Linked DNA regions of Sus scrofa: region 1 is linked to region 2. The links are chromatin contacts, called in public HiChIP or PLAC-seq maps. All regions are on one chromosome and are shown on one strand. The core of a region is the stretch at or near the end of the contact, and the rest is flanking DNA. Distances in the headings are between cores, read along the strand shown.

Evidence for each region. HiChIP or PLAC-seq counts read pairs in DNA pulled down with a chosen protein or histone mark.
Region 1: an H3K27ac HiChIP or PLAC-seq map of skeletal muscle shows a contact between it and region 2, with 16 times the contacts expected there. The contact joins two enhancer-like sites. A contact is called at or near these places in 2 of 47 Hi-C or Micro-C datasets (heart right ventricle and subcutaneous adipose tissue) and 1 of 2 datasets of contacts at active chromatin or transcription factors (skeletal muscle).

Annotation. Positions count from the first base shown.
Region 1 is chr1:105,847,173-105,853,801 of Sscrofa11.1, forward strand. No RefSeq gene overlaps it. Among named protein-coding and RNA genes, the nearest start is that of TXNL1, 160 kb to the right of the region's middle. Within about 2 kb of position 2,274, at least 13 of the 83 cell types and tissues checked have an H3K27ac peak or open chromatin away from gene starts, as enhancers often do. A contact at or near this core is called in skeletal muscle, where this site is marked.
Region 2 is chr1:104,733,858-104,740,248 of Sscrofa11.1, forward strand. The region is part of intron 15 of TCF4 (transcription factor 4); the gene reads right to left. Among named protein-coding and RNA genes, the nearest start is that of CCDC68, 260 kb to the left of the region's middle. Within about 2 kb of position 2,489, at least 27 of the 83 cell types and tissues checked have an H3K27ac peak or open chromatin away from gene starts, as enhancers often do. A contact at or near this core is called in skeletal muscle, where this site is marked.

The DNA.
Region 1 (6,629 bases), core at 1,024-3,523, 1.1 Mb after region 2:
AGAAATGACTGCCTGAAAAAACCCACACCTGAGAGCCAGTCTTGTGGGCTGGAAAGCAGAAGGTAAGGAAAGAAGGAAAAGATGGGTCAATGTGAACCAAAATACTGGTAAATATTTGCTTCCATGTTTTGTGTGTTCATTTCAACACACACAGAGAGAAACGCATTAAACCCCAACTATTAAATAGAACCCTCTGCAAACCCCAAGCATGGCTCAAAATGTTCAGCCAAGACAGATAACTGTTCAACAAGCAGGTTGTGACACTGCTATGCAAACCCTGGGAATAGTACCTACAAATAAAGCTCAGCACCACCCCCAGGAACCACATCTACTTCTAACCATGACAATGAGACCAGGTTCACACCAGCCACTGCCAAGTTCAGAGGACCAGAATGTTCCCCTGCTGAAAGCAGAGAAAAAAAATGCATCTTATCCCATCCTTAAAGACTTAGAGAATGAACAGCCACCACTTTGCATTTCTCTTTACCTCCAGTTGGGCTCTCTGCCCCACCATAAGTAGCTGATGAGCCATCACTCAGCTTGAACAGAAAAGGCTCCAAGTTCTTCAGCCCCTTTGCACCATGTTCATTCAACACATACTGTTCCTTCCAAACACCAGCCCCAGACCCACTGTTGGGAGCTTGGTGGCAGGAATCAGGGCAGAATGAGGCACATTTGACTGAGTGTCAACTCAGAAAACAATGTGTAAAAGGGATGTTTTGCCATCTGCAGTATAAGAGGATAGAAGAATCTCTTTATCAAAATCTCTGTTTAACGAAGAATGAATCACGTTGCCCAGGTGGTCTTGCACAAGTGCTCTGATGTATAGAAAGGAATCTGCTTGAATGAACCAGCAGCAATTCATAAATCACAAGGACTTGCAAAATCCCCATAGAACAAAGCAATAAATAAATAAACCTATGGGTAGGGGCTGTGGGAATCCCGCTTTCTCTCACTAAAATTACCCTGGCTTAACTATTTTATTTCAGTAATTTGGTCACTGATATATAGGTTAAGGACTTACCAAATGACATGAGGATGCCTTTTTTTTTTTGCTTTTTTGGGCCACACCCGCAGCATATGAAGGTTCCCAGGCTAGGGGTCAAATCAGAGTTACAACTGCCAACCTATACCACAGCCACAGCAACGCAGGATCTGAACTGTGTCTGCAACCTACACCACCACAGCTCAGGGCAACTCTGGATCCACAACCCACTGAGCCAGGCCAGGGATCAAACCCACATCCTCATAGTTATTAGTTGGGTTCGTTACCACTGAGCCACAACAGGAACTCCCATGAGGATGTATTTTTACATAAACTTTCTTAAAAGAGTTGTGTGTTTCTACAGATACTTTGATTTGTTTAAGAGTTATTTGCTAGGTTGCAGTTTAGGAATTATATGGTGTCTTTGTGGAGTCGGACAGCAGTTTTCTTTGGGACATCAGATGAGATGCTTTCTGTGTTAGGCAAGAATTACCTAAACTGGTGGGCGTAGCTGCAGTAGCTTTCCATCTGCTCATGGCAAAGCCTCCTTGAACCAGGACTTACTAGAAGGAGGGCTGTGCTTATTTGCTTTGATGTATTATGGGTAGAGCCAAGCCCTACACCATGTACACATGGTACTTAATAAGTACAGACTGTTCAGAGTTTAAATGGATTGAAACTGAACAGAAAGGAAGAGCAGAAACTGATCAGCGCGGATTTGGCTTATTTTGAGAAAACCACATGTATCTGATTTAGTGCGGTCCAAATTGATATGCTCCAACTTGTTCACACACAAGACCTGAGAAGCTGGTCTCCCACCTCCCCGAGAGAAATCAAGGTAGAGATTCTGATGGCTTCCCTGCCAGTAAAGGAAACTTAAACAGAGCTTAAACAGGGGAAGAACTGATGTCGCTAAAACACCAGACTGACAGCCCGGGTACTTCCTTGCCACCTGGCCATTATAATACCCTCAGAGCTTCTGTCACTGTCATGCTTACTTTCCACTCCATAAAATGGAGTGCTAGAAACAGATACTAGGGGAGCAGCTTGCCTCCAGTGCCCTGCTATGTGACAGTTTCCTGCATAGGACTTTTATTCTTATTTGGCACTTGAACTTCGAAATGACTCAGTGATTCATGCTTTGCTGCTGCACGTGATAATTGCCTTGGCAGAAAAGGATGTCTTTGTTCTTGCCCACTCACCTTTTGTATGGAGTTTCCCACTCCTGTTCCCTTATTTATGACTTGTTGATGTTCATCTATTTTTAGCAAGTGTTTTGCTAATATCCAAGGAGTCATCAAAGATGCAGCTGCTTGGTCCCTACAGGAAACTCCGCTTCAGGGGGTTAGTGCTACTCTATAAGGATCTGTTCTCGAACATTCCTCTGCATGATGATGAGAAAGGCACTTCTTGATTTTTAAATTAGCTGGCTAATGCCTCTATCTTTTCTCTTCCCTTTTGGAGCTCGATGAACTCATATGTTATTCTTGGTTGGTTGTCAAACGAGCGAGGATGTTTTTCTGATCATCTTTATGTGGAGTTATATTTGGCTGGGTTTTTTCCTCCCTTTTCAGAGACTCCTTTCTTCATGGTGGGACATGTGACCTTGTTTTTACGTTTTCTGTGTCCCAGGCTAGGAAACTTGTGATTGTCCTTTCCTGTTCCTTCTTGAGTCACTGGTTTGTGTTACAAATGCCTGGCTCACTTCCTCCGAGTCCTTAGAAAGGGGTTTCTCCAAAACAACCCCACGGCTGCCTCTCTGTCATTGTGTGGATGTGGCAGCAGAAGCCATGACAAAGTCCATCCTTCTCCAGTAGCAACCCAATCTGGGTAACAGACAGTGTACTCAAAATGCTCTATTTTATTTCATTTCATTTCATTTTGCTTTTTAGGGCTGCACCCTCAATATATGAAGGTTCCCCGGCTAGGGGTCGAATCAGAGCTGTAGCTGCTGACCTACACCACAGCCACAGCAACTCAGGATCTGCTGTGATCTGTGACCTACACCACAGATCACAGCAACACCAGATCCAGTAGGGCCAGGGACTGAACCCGCATCCTCATGGATACTAGTCAGTTTCATTTCCACTGAACTACAACAGGAACTCCCAAAATGCTCTATTTTAAAGTGATCTTATTGTAAGACAAGCCACTGTGAAGTTCTCACTGCAGTCCAAGTGGGTCTTTGCAGGAAAAGAGGATATCCAGCAGTAACTCCCCATAAGGCTTCATGGGTCATCCATCGACCCATTTCTTTCTTTTTTTTTTTAATAATGATTTTTATTTTTTCCATTATAGCTGGTTTACAGTGTTCTGTCAATTTTCTACTGTATATCAAGGTGACCCAGTTACACATACATGTATACATTCTTTTTTCTCATATTATCATGCTCCATCATAAGTGACCAGGTATAGTTTCCAGTGCTATACAGAAGGATTTCATTGCTTATCCATTCCCAAGGCAATAGTTTGCATCTATTAACCCCAAATTCCCAGTCCATCCCACTCCCTCCCCCGCCCCCTTGGCAACCACAAGTCTGTTCTCCATGCCCATGATTTTCTTTTCTGTGGAAAGCTTCATTTGTGCCATATATTAGATTCCAAATATAAGTGATATCATATGGTATTTGTCTTTCTCTTTCTGACTTACTTCACTTAGTATGAGAGTCTCTAGTTCCATCCATGTTGCTGCAAATGGCATTATTTTGTTCTTTTTTATGGCTGAGTGGTATTCCATTGTGTATGTATACCACATCTTCTTAATCCATTCATCTGCATCAACCCTTTTCTATTCTTCCTTAAAAACATAAAATATTTCTTCTGCATTGGTCTGGGCTTTCAAAAATCAGGAGGGAAAACAAAAATCACCCTTAAAGAAAGAAAGAAATATATAAATAAATCTTAAAGAAAGAAAGAAGAGAATTTTGGAATCAATTTCACAAGTTTTTTTGAAACTGATATGAATCTACGAGAGGAGGAATAGTAAACATGGGAGACTGGAAGGGGAAGAGAAAGGAGGGCATTTGAAGTGGAATATTCTGCTTTTGCTCTTTCCCTTCCATCCAGCATCCATACGCTCTCACAGCAGAATGAGAGGAGGAAGAGGAAAACAGTGTTCCCAGGCAGCCCACAGCATGTAATGCTTTAAGACATATTTTGGAACATAGTGCAGTGCAGAGGCTGAAAGCACAGGCTTAGGAACTAGGTTCAAATCCTTCCTCCACCACTTCCAAGCTTTGAGTCCTTTGCCAGTTATGTTCATCTCTCAGTGCCTCAGTTTTCCCATCTGTAAGAGGGGGATCTTGATAATATCTCTCTTGTGGAGTTATGAGGAGAAAAGAGGTTAATATTAAACAGTGCCTGGCACATAGTTACTGCTATATAAGCATTTGATAAGCCTAAATATTAACTTACACAAATTAAGTAAATAAATAAATCCATTTGATCTCCATTTTCCCCTGAGCTAGGTATTTGTCACAAACATCACTGGTTGCTGGCTCAAAAGCCCCTCCTCCTCTCCCCTCCCTTCTCTTCCCTGTGGGCAGGGCTCATCTTCCCTCTCTAGAGGCTTAACCTGTCCTGAGTCAACTTTCCCAGCATTCCTTGCAGCTAAGGCATGAACATGAAACCCAACTCTGGCCAATGGAAGCTGAGGACATTTTTGCTCAAATCTTTTGTGTTTTGTTGTTTAAATGCACTGTTTTTATTTTGGGGCCATGCCCATGGCATATGGAAGTTCCTGGGTCAAGGACTAAAGCGGTTACAGTGACAATGGTGGATCCTTAACCAACTGCGCCACAAGAGAACTCCTGCTCGAATCTTTTGGAAAGATTTGCCTGCCTTACCAAAGAAGCAGTCAGACAATGAAAAGCCCCCTTTCATGATCCCCCTGTCTGCCGACATCATTCTAGAGCCATCATCTTGTGACCATGAGGAAAAAGCCAAGAAACGACAAACTAGCTTTACTGAACCAATTCCAGAACCACCTATCCCGAGGCTGCTTGTCAAGTGCAGTGCTAAGATAATAAATGACCACTTTCTAATCAAGAAATGGACACTCTTTAAGCCATTCTAAGTCCAGTGGCCAAATAGCACAAGGTTATTTTCTATGAAGAAAGAGAGGGCTAAAAAGGTTAAATTACCTCACTAGCCAGACAGATGGTAGAACTGGGAATTCAATCCCAGTCTGACTCTAGAGCTTGAGCTCATGCTGCTGCACCAGAAGCCGCCACATCCAACAGCCCTTACCCCCTTGTTGATGCCAGTTAGGACTCAGCACCAAGGGACAGCTGTGGTCAGGGATGGCTGGGGCAGAGTGAAAAATAACAGATGCCTTCTAACATATGATTCCTTTCATTATTTGCCAATTACGGTCACGTCTAGAAATGCAAAACTGGAAGGGAGCTCACACGCCTTCCAGTCTACAAAACAAAACAGAGATGACCAAATTCATACCAGGTAGTGACAAAGTCATATGAAAACTGAAATCATGACCCCACGTTACAGTTCAAGAAACTGAGGCACCAGGAGGTTATAGATCTTTTCCAAGCTTGCAAGTTTATTAAGTGGGAAAGCTGGACTATAAACTCAGGCGGTCTGGCTCTAAATTCCTCCATAACTGTGACATACATTCTCAAGTGCGCTGTTTCTGTATCTTGGGCATAGCTTATAGAGATGTGCTTTTATAAATGGGGGGGTTAATGAAACTATAATCAGTAGCATAGATGCCAAGAGATCAGCTTCATGATTATGGACCCCTAGCACAGCTGGCTGGCACCACAACTCGGCCCTGGGTTGGCCAGGGCCGTGCTAACTCATGGGAAGAGCACCAGCCAATGAGGGGCAGCCAGAAAAGTAGAAAAGCTCAACTTGGAAGAATTTACCCAGTATTTTATAATTAAAAAATCTGGGAGTTCCTGTCATGGCTCAGTGGTAACAAAGCTGACTAGTATTCACAGAGAGGTGCATTCGATACCTGGCCTCTCTCAGTGGATTAAGGATCTGGCATTGCTGTGAGCTGTGACGTAGGCCAACAACTGCAGCTCTGATTTGACCCCTACCTGGGAACTTCCATGTGCCTCGGGCGAAGCCCTAAAAAGACAAAAAAAAAAAAAAAAAAATCCGAAAAGATGCGCTTTCCATTTTAGCATGCAAGTAAACTGTGCTTTTTGGCTTTGTACTTTCACCCCAGCTGTGACCCCAGACGTCATGGAGCAGAGAAGAGACCTCCCTGAGTTTCTGACTCACAAATCTATGAGCCTAAGTTTGGGATACTTTTGTTACACAAGAATAAATAGTCAGAATACCACCACTTCATAGGAATCAGTAGTTTTTCCAGATTAGGCTAATTTATTAAACAATTGCCTCAGAATTTCAAATCCATCTCCCGCCTCCCCCCACACCCACAATACAGTCAGCCCCCACCCTCAGCAGATTTAATCAAACTTGGATAGAAAATATTCCATGACTGTGCTGCAATGCAAATCAATTCAGATTCCCCAGGTTTAAGGTCACAGTCCCCAAGACTGTCTTCATTTCAGATGCCAGTCACCAGTTTGAGGATGCCCAGGCCATTTACACTTCTCAGTGACTGGCTACACGTTTAGGGTATCCCACAGACCACCTTAGGTTTAATAATTGGCTA
Region 2 (6,391 bases), core at 1,239-3,738:
GGTCCCCACCATGTAAGCACATCTGTGTGAGGCTATCTGGCACGCAATGTGCTCTGCAAGTCCATCACTAGGGATTCAGCCATACCTAACTGGACTTTTATTTTTTCAAATGCTTTTCTTATTATCCCAGGATCACCTGCTGATGGTAACCTATTTGGTTTGTTGCAGCATATTGGAAGTTTCCAGGCTAGGGGTCGTAGCTGCCAGCCAATGCCACAGCCACAGCAATATGGGATCTGAGCTGCATCTGCGACCTACACCACAGCTCACAGCTCACAGCAGTGCCGGATCCTTAACCCACTGAGTGAGGCCAAGGATCGACGGAACTCGTGTCCTCATGGATCCTAGTCAGGTTCATTACCACTGAGCCACAGAGGGAACTCCTTGATTATAACCTCTTTGGAAAGGCAATGGCAGTGTAAAGAAGCTTGCCTAAACTAATAAAATATTTCTTCCTCATCATTTCTGAAACACTCAGTTTGTAAATGCTATGTTCTCTGCCCATCACCTGGTCCCTTGCAAATCCAAGTTCATGGCTTTTCAGGTTTCTGTGAATTATGTCTCAGATCAATGCCTTCTGCTTCTGGGTCCTTCACCCAGACACCAGAGAACCATTCCGGCTCCTTCCTATTCCTAAATTCCTTCATCTCAGTCTTCAGGTACCTAGTTGGGGCCCTTCTCTTCCACATCTCTGAGGCTTGAGCTAAGCCCTCCCTCTTCTGTCCGCCAGGGCGGGTTTCCTTCCCCACTGACCCACTGACCACTTCACTTTTATTAGTCCCACTTCTCTTCCTCTTACTCCTCCTGGAAGGTCTGAGTCTCCAGAATTCTCATCATCTTGCTGGGCCTGGACAGGGTTCTCCTGGACTGTTCAGTCTGAATGCCACACACTAGCGGCCACTGTCTAATATGGTAGGGCGTACGTGTCAATGATTTTGTTTAGCTGCTATTCAGAAAGCCTATCCTTGTCCTGAGGTGTAAGCATTCTAAGGGCGAGGGCTGGGTCCTTGTATGGGATCAGACTACCACAAGGTGAATTAGGGGTTTCCTTAACAGTAAAGGATGACACCTATGGCATCTATCTTGGGAGACTATCTGCACTCTAAACGCTTTTGGTACTGCTGAATATAGGTTTAGCATGTTCCTATCAAAAGAAAAAAAAACAAACATTTCATTTAATTCAACAAATGCCCTGAATGTCTATTATATGCAAGACACGATTTAGGTATTTTCAGGAAAAATAATGAACAAAAGATGTGAGTATTACTTTATGGTCTCTTACACCTTACTGGTGGATCAAAACAACTACTATACAAGGCAAAACAAGATGAATGTCATGAAGGGGTACAGGTCGTGAAGGGATTTAAAGATGAGTGAAATCACACTGGATGAAGAAACCAGGGACTACTTTAAGAAGAAGGTGTCATTTTAGGTAGTTTTCAAATGATGGGTAGAATTTTGATATAGATTATCTACAGATCAGCTTAAATGGCATTTAACATTAATTAACATCTCAACTTTAAATGAAAGTTGCTATTTTCACAAGAAGTGCCAATATTTAGATTATGCATATACGAAGCAGCAGCTAAGGACTGCAAATCAACGTGTTTTCACGTTGTCAGAGACATATTTTGGACAAAAAGCAGACTTCTGTAAAGCCCTTTATAAACCTCAATGGTTTAGTTACAAAGTGAGCAACATAGGGCATTTTGGATACAAATGGAACCTCGCTGTATGTGTGTATTATTGGCCCAAATGATTCACTCTTATTTAACTGCAATGAAGTCTTTCATCTCCCAGCTATACAGTAATAGTTTCCATATGACCGGTGGCTCTGCTATAAATAAGATCAAAAGCAAAAGAAAGGATTTAATAAAAGAAAATGACATTAAGAGTAGCATTAAATCAGGGAAAAAAAATACCAATATCCAACTTTTTTTTTTTAAGAGCAAAGCTTCACAGAGCACCAAGCCGTTTCCCCAATATGTCATGAAAAGGCATTTGCAAGTGGTAGGCATGCACAAAATCCATTTGTGTATGCCTGAGAGTGGCAAAGATGAAGTTGGGGGCTGGGAGGTTGGGGAAGAACACCCCCATTTAGAGGCAGGAGGAGAACAGGTACTGGACCAAACAGCAAGTTTCACGCTGTGGAGTTCAAGGGAATGGGCCTGTGGCGGACGTCCATCCACTGCTCTGTCCTTGGCTCTTCTATTTAATGGAGATGGACTTTTTGGTAATCCTGAGTCTCTCAGAGAATCATAACATTGCTCAACTCGACTACATAAGTTCTGAGAAAGGAAGTTTTTTTTGGCAATGCACAGTGACCCGATACGAAGAGCCAACTTCCCAAACAAATTTTCTTCTAGTTCTTTAAAAAAAAAATTACAATGTTAATCTCTATTCCCGACTGGATAAACAGCTGCTAATAACCTCCAGCGCCCAAGGGAGGAGTTCATTTCCTTTCATCTTCAGTCTGGTGGATATCTGACGTGCACTGGACTTTAGCGATTCCACATGTTTTGTGCTTTGCCATGCAAAACTGCCTGGCCTTGCCCATGCAGGTCCCTCTTCTTTCCTTCTTTGAGACCGCATCCAGAAACTCAGAGGATGGACCAGGCTCTGGGACTACTTATTTGAAACTGTAGTTCTTTTTACTGTGGGTGTATTTAGAGAGGAAATGCAAGTACATAAAGGAAGTTAAAGGCTTGGACCTTCGTTTTTGAAGCCTTGGGAGGGAAACAGCCATTTCAGAGAGAGCTAATTACGCACTCAAGGGCTGGCTACGTTCAAAGATACTCTATTTCTAACAGCATCTCGAACGTGATTACTTTATCTGTTTGCCTCCTAAATAAAGGAGCCAACCTCAACACTTTTTCCTCTAATAGGAAGGACTCTGCAGAAGATTATAGGGCCAGCCGGGCCCCAGCGTCTTTCTCACTTGTTCCTGAGCACCTGCTTTTACTGGTGACCTCAGTTCTACACCTCAAGATTCAGACACTTCGCAAAACAGCTTTTTAAACAAAAACCAGCTGTTTCCCATCTAGACTACAGGGGGGAAAATTGGGGGCAGCTTACAGAAACATTACCCAGAGACTACCATTCTCCAATAACTTTCACACACTTTCAGCTCCAAACGAGACCCGGTCCTGTTGCAGAAGCCAGGGAGAAGGCAAAAATGTGAAATTAAAATGTGGAAACTTAACACCGTGGTTTTTGACAATATGTCCAATTAACTGCGTGAAAATGAATGTGGCTATTGTATCAGGACAATGCTTCCCCAAAGATGTCATTTAACTAATACTGGACAGATCTTTCCGTTAAACTCAACTTTATAGTTGTAAGATGATTTATGTATCCAGAGGAAGCTATAATTATGTACAACTTCAAATGCCAATCAATTAGGTAAAATCCCCGCATTTCAGAAATCTGATGTTTAAAGCTTCATTTTTTGTTGTTTAGGTTTTCCTTCCTAAAGCTGCTCTGCCTAAACCCTCTTATTTCGAATCTATTTTACACTTCTGTTTTCTAAGCAATTAAGATACTTTTGATTTGAAAAAAAAATTTACAGCCACAATAAAAGTTAAAATAACACAACAGCCACAGGTTTTGGAAGAAAAAAAAAAAAAATACAAAATGGCCAAGGCTGAGTCTTGGCTTTTAAATGGTGCCAAGTTGCTCCAGCATTTTCTGTTTTGGTATGAATGACATAACTGAATTACTTCATGAGCTGCTACTTTAATTCCTAAGGGTGGAAAATTCCATGAGTTAATTTGATTTGGATGTAAAAAATATACACGAAAACTCACTCTTCCTGTGGACTCTCCTGTGAAAGATCCGAGCCAATTGTTGGAGCTGCTGAGCTCCGAGGAGGGCCTTTCCGCCCAGCGCAGCCCTGCCTGGCACACCGTAAGGGCCGGTATCATGGGGTCATTTTCTCACTCCCATCTGCACACATAAGATCCTTTATTTTCTGGGTTTTTTTTTTTTCGATCCTGTTTATTCTGTAATGCCCTCCTCGCCTGCCTCTGTTCAAGTCCGATGCAGGCTTGAATGTGAGCTCAGTGACACATTTTCCTAGTGGTCCCCTAAGGCTGGCCAACGTTCACCCTTCTCTGAATCACTTCTGAGGTCACTTAATCATTCCACGCTACATTATACTTAGTTAGGTACAGACTTGCGTTATCACCCTCCCAGAGTCAAAGGCCCGTGGGCTCAGAGACTTTTTCTTGCACGTTTATGTGTCCCCTAAGGAGCTGAAACACAGACCATGCTGAAGGATGAATAAATATCAGTGTATTTTCTAACCTGTACCATACAGATTTCTCCCTTCAGAAAATCGAACTCCTGAGAAAAAGAGGGTAATACTATTTCTTAAAATGCAAGGGTTGTGTCTTTTCTAAGTGATGGACAGTTTGGCACTGTGGCCTTGTCCCTAATACAGTATAACTGTGCTATGGGAAGTGTCTGTTTTCCCCTCTATTGTTTAAGAAGGAAGTCAAAATGCGTTAAGGTCCTACAGTCTATTTTAAATGTGTTTCTTATAAAACCTTTCCTTTTATTTTTATTGTCTTCAGTTTCTTTCATCAATGTCATAGGTTTCAGGACACAGTTCTTTCACCTTTTTGGTTAAATTCATTCTTAGGTATTTTATTCTTTTCAATTTGATTGTAAATAGCACGGTTTTCTTGATTTCTTTTTCTCTTTTAAAATTATCGTCGATTTACAGTGTTGTGTCAATTTCTGCTGTACAGCATAGTGACCTAGTCACGCATACGCAGACATTCCTTTTCTCAGACTGTCCTCCATTGTGCTCTATCACAAGAGACTGGATATAGTTTCCTATGCTATATGGCAGGACCTTATTCTAAATGTAAGAGTTTGCATCTACCAACCCCAAACTCCCCATCCATCCCACTCCCTCTCTCCTCCCCCTTGGCAACCACAAGTCTGTTCTCTATGTCTGAGTCTGTTCCTCTTTTGTAAATAGGTTCATTTTTACATTTTAAAAGTCAGGAGACAACCATTTTGGCTTTTATATATTTAAATATTTAAAGTTCATGTCACCAGGGTACTAAACACATCCTTTGGGGGAAAATTAAGGAACTAGGTGTGGTTTGTCCTAGAAGTATGGAGAGAAGGGCTTCTTTGGGTTTGACAGTCCAATGCAGACTGACTGTCTCGTTTCTAGGTCATGGGCCTGAGTTTGAGTAAAAAGGAGATTAGGGGAATAAAATGGGGGATATACCTAATTTAGACCCAGTGGGATCTGGACATGCATGGTGCCTCACCATTTGCCTCAGGGGTTGTTAATGGTGAGTAAACGGTCTCACTGCCATGGCTGTATTCGAACCTCTTGACTTGTTTAAGTGAATGCAGAAATAACACATGGTGGGCTCAAGGATTCTACTATGACTGTTGTAACTAACTCATGGTCAAGAGAACTTCTTTAAGTCAGACAGAGGGAGACAGATACTGAATATTCTCAGTTACATGTAGAATCTAGAAAAGTGAACTCTAAGAAGTGAGAGAGGAGAATTCTGGTTGCCAGGGACTGGGGGCTGGGGTGGGGGATGAGGAGATGTCAGTCCAAGGGGATGAACTTATAAGACAAGTTCTGGGGATCTAGTGCACAGCATGGTTACATTAAGAATACTGTCTTGGAGTTCCCATGGTGGCACAGCGGAAATGAATCTGACTAGGAATCATGAGGTTGCGGGTTCGATCCCTGGCCTTGCTTAGTGGGTCAAGGATCCGGCATTGCCATGAGCTGTGGTGTAGGTCACAGACGTGGCTCAGATCCTGTGTTGCTGTGGCTGTGGTGTAGGCTGGCAGCTGTAGCTCCAATTAGATCCCTAGCCTTGGGAACATTCCACATGTCACGGGTGCAACTCTAAAAAAAGCAAAAAAAAAAAGGAATACTGTCTTATATACTTGAAAGTTGTTGAGAGTGGCTCTTTGAAGTTATCAACACCAAAAAAAAAAAAAAAAAAAAAAAAGAAAGAATTACGTGAGGGAACAAGGGGACAGAGGTGTTAACTAACCTTACTGTGGTGGTGGTTTCGTCATACATACATCTATCAGTCGTCACACTATACACCTTAAAATTACATATGCTAGATGTCAATAATATCTCATTAAGGCTGGCACAATTTGTTTTAACTAAAGAGAATTTCAAGTTATTTTTCCTCTCTGCTTCCCCCCCCTTAAGTTTTCTTAAAATAAAGTACAATATTCATACAGATAAAACTTTTCAGTTGAGGTTGCTAATTTGGTTCCAGAAACTTGTGGTAGCTGTGGAGATGAGGAGAGATGGTGGGACATGAGGGACAGGAAAATATCCTCATTAAGGAAAAAAAACCCAATAGTGTAGCCATAGAACAGTGATGTTGAT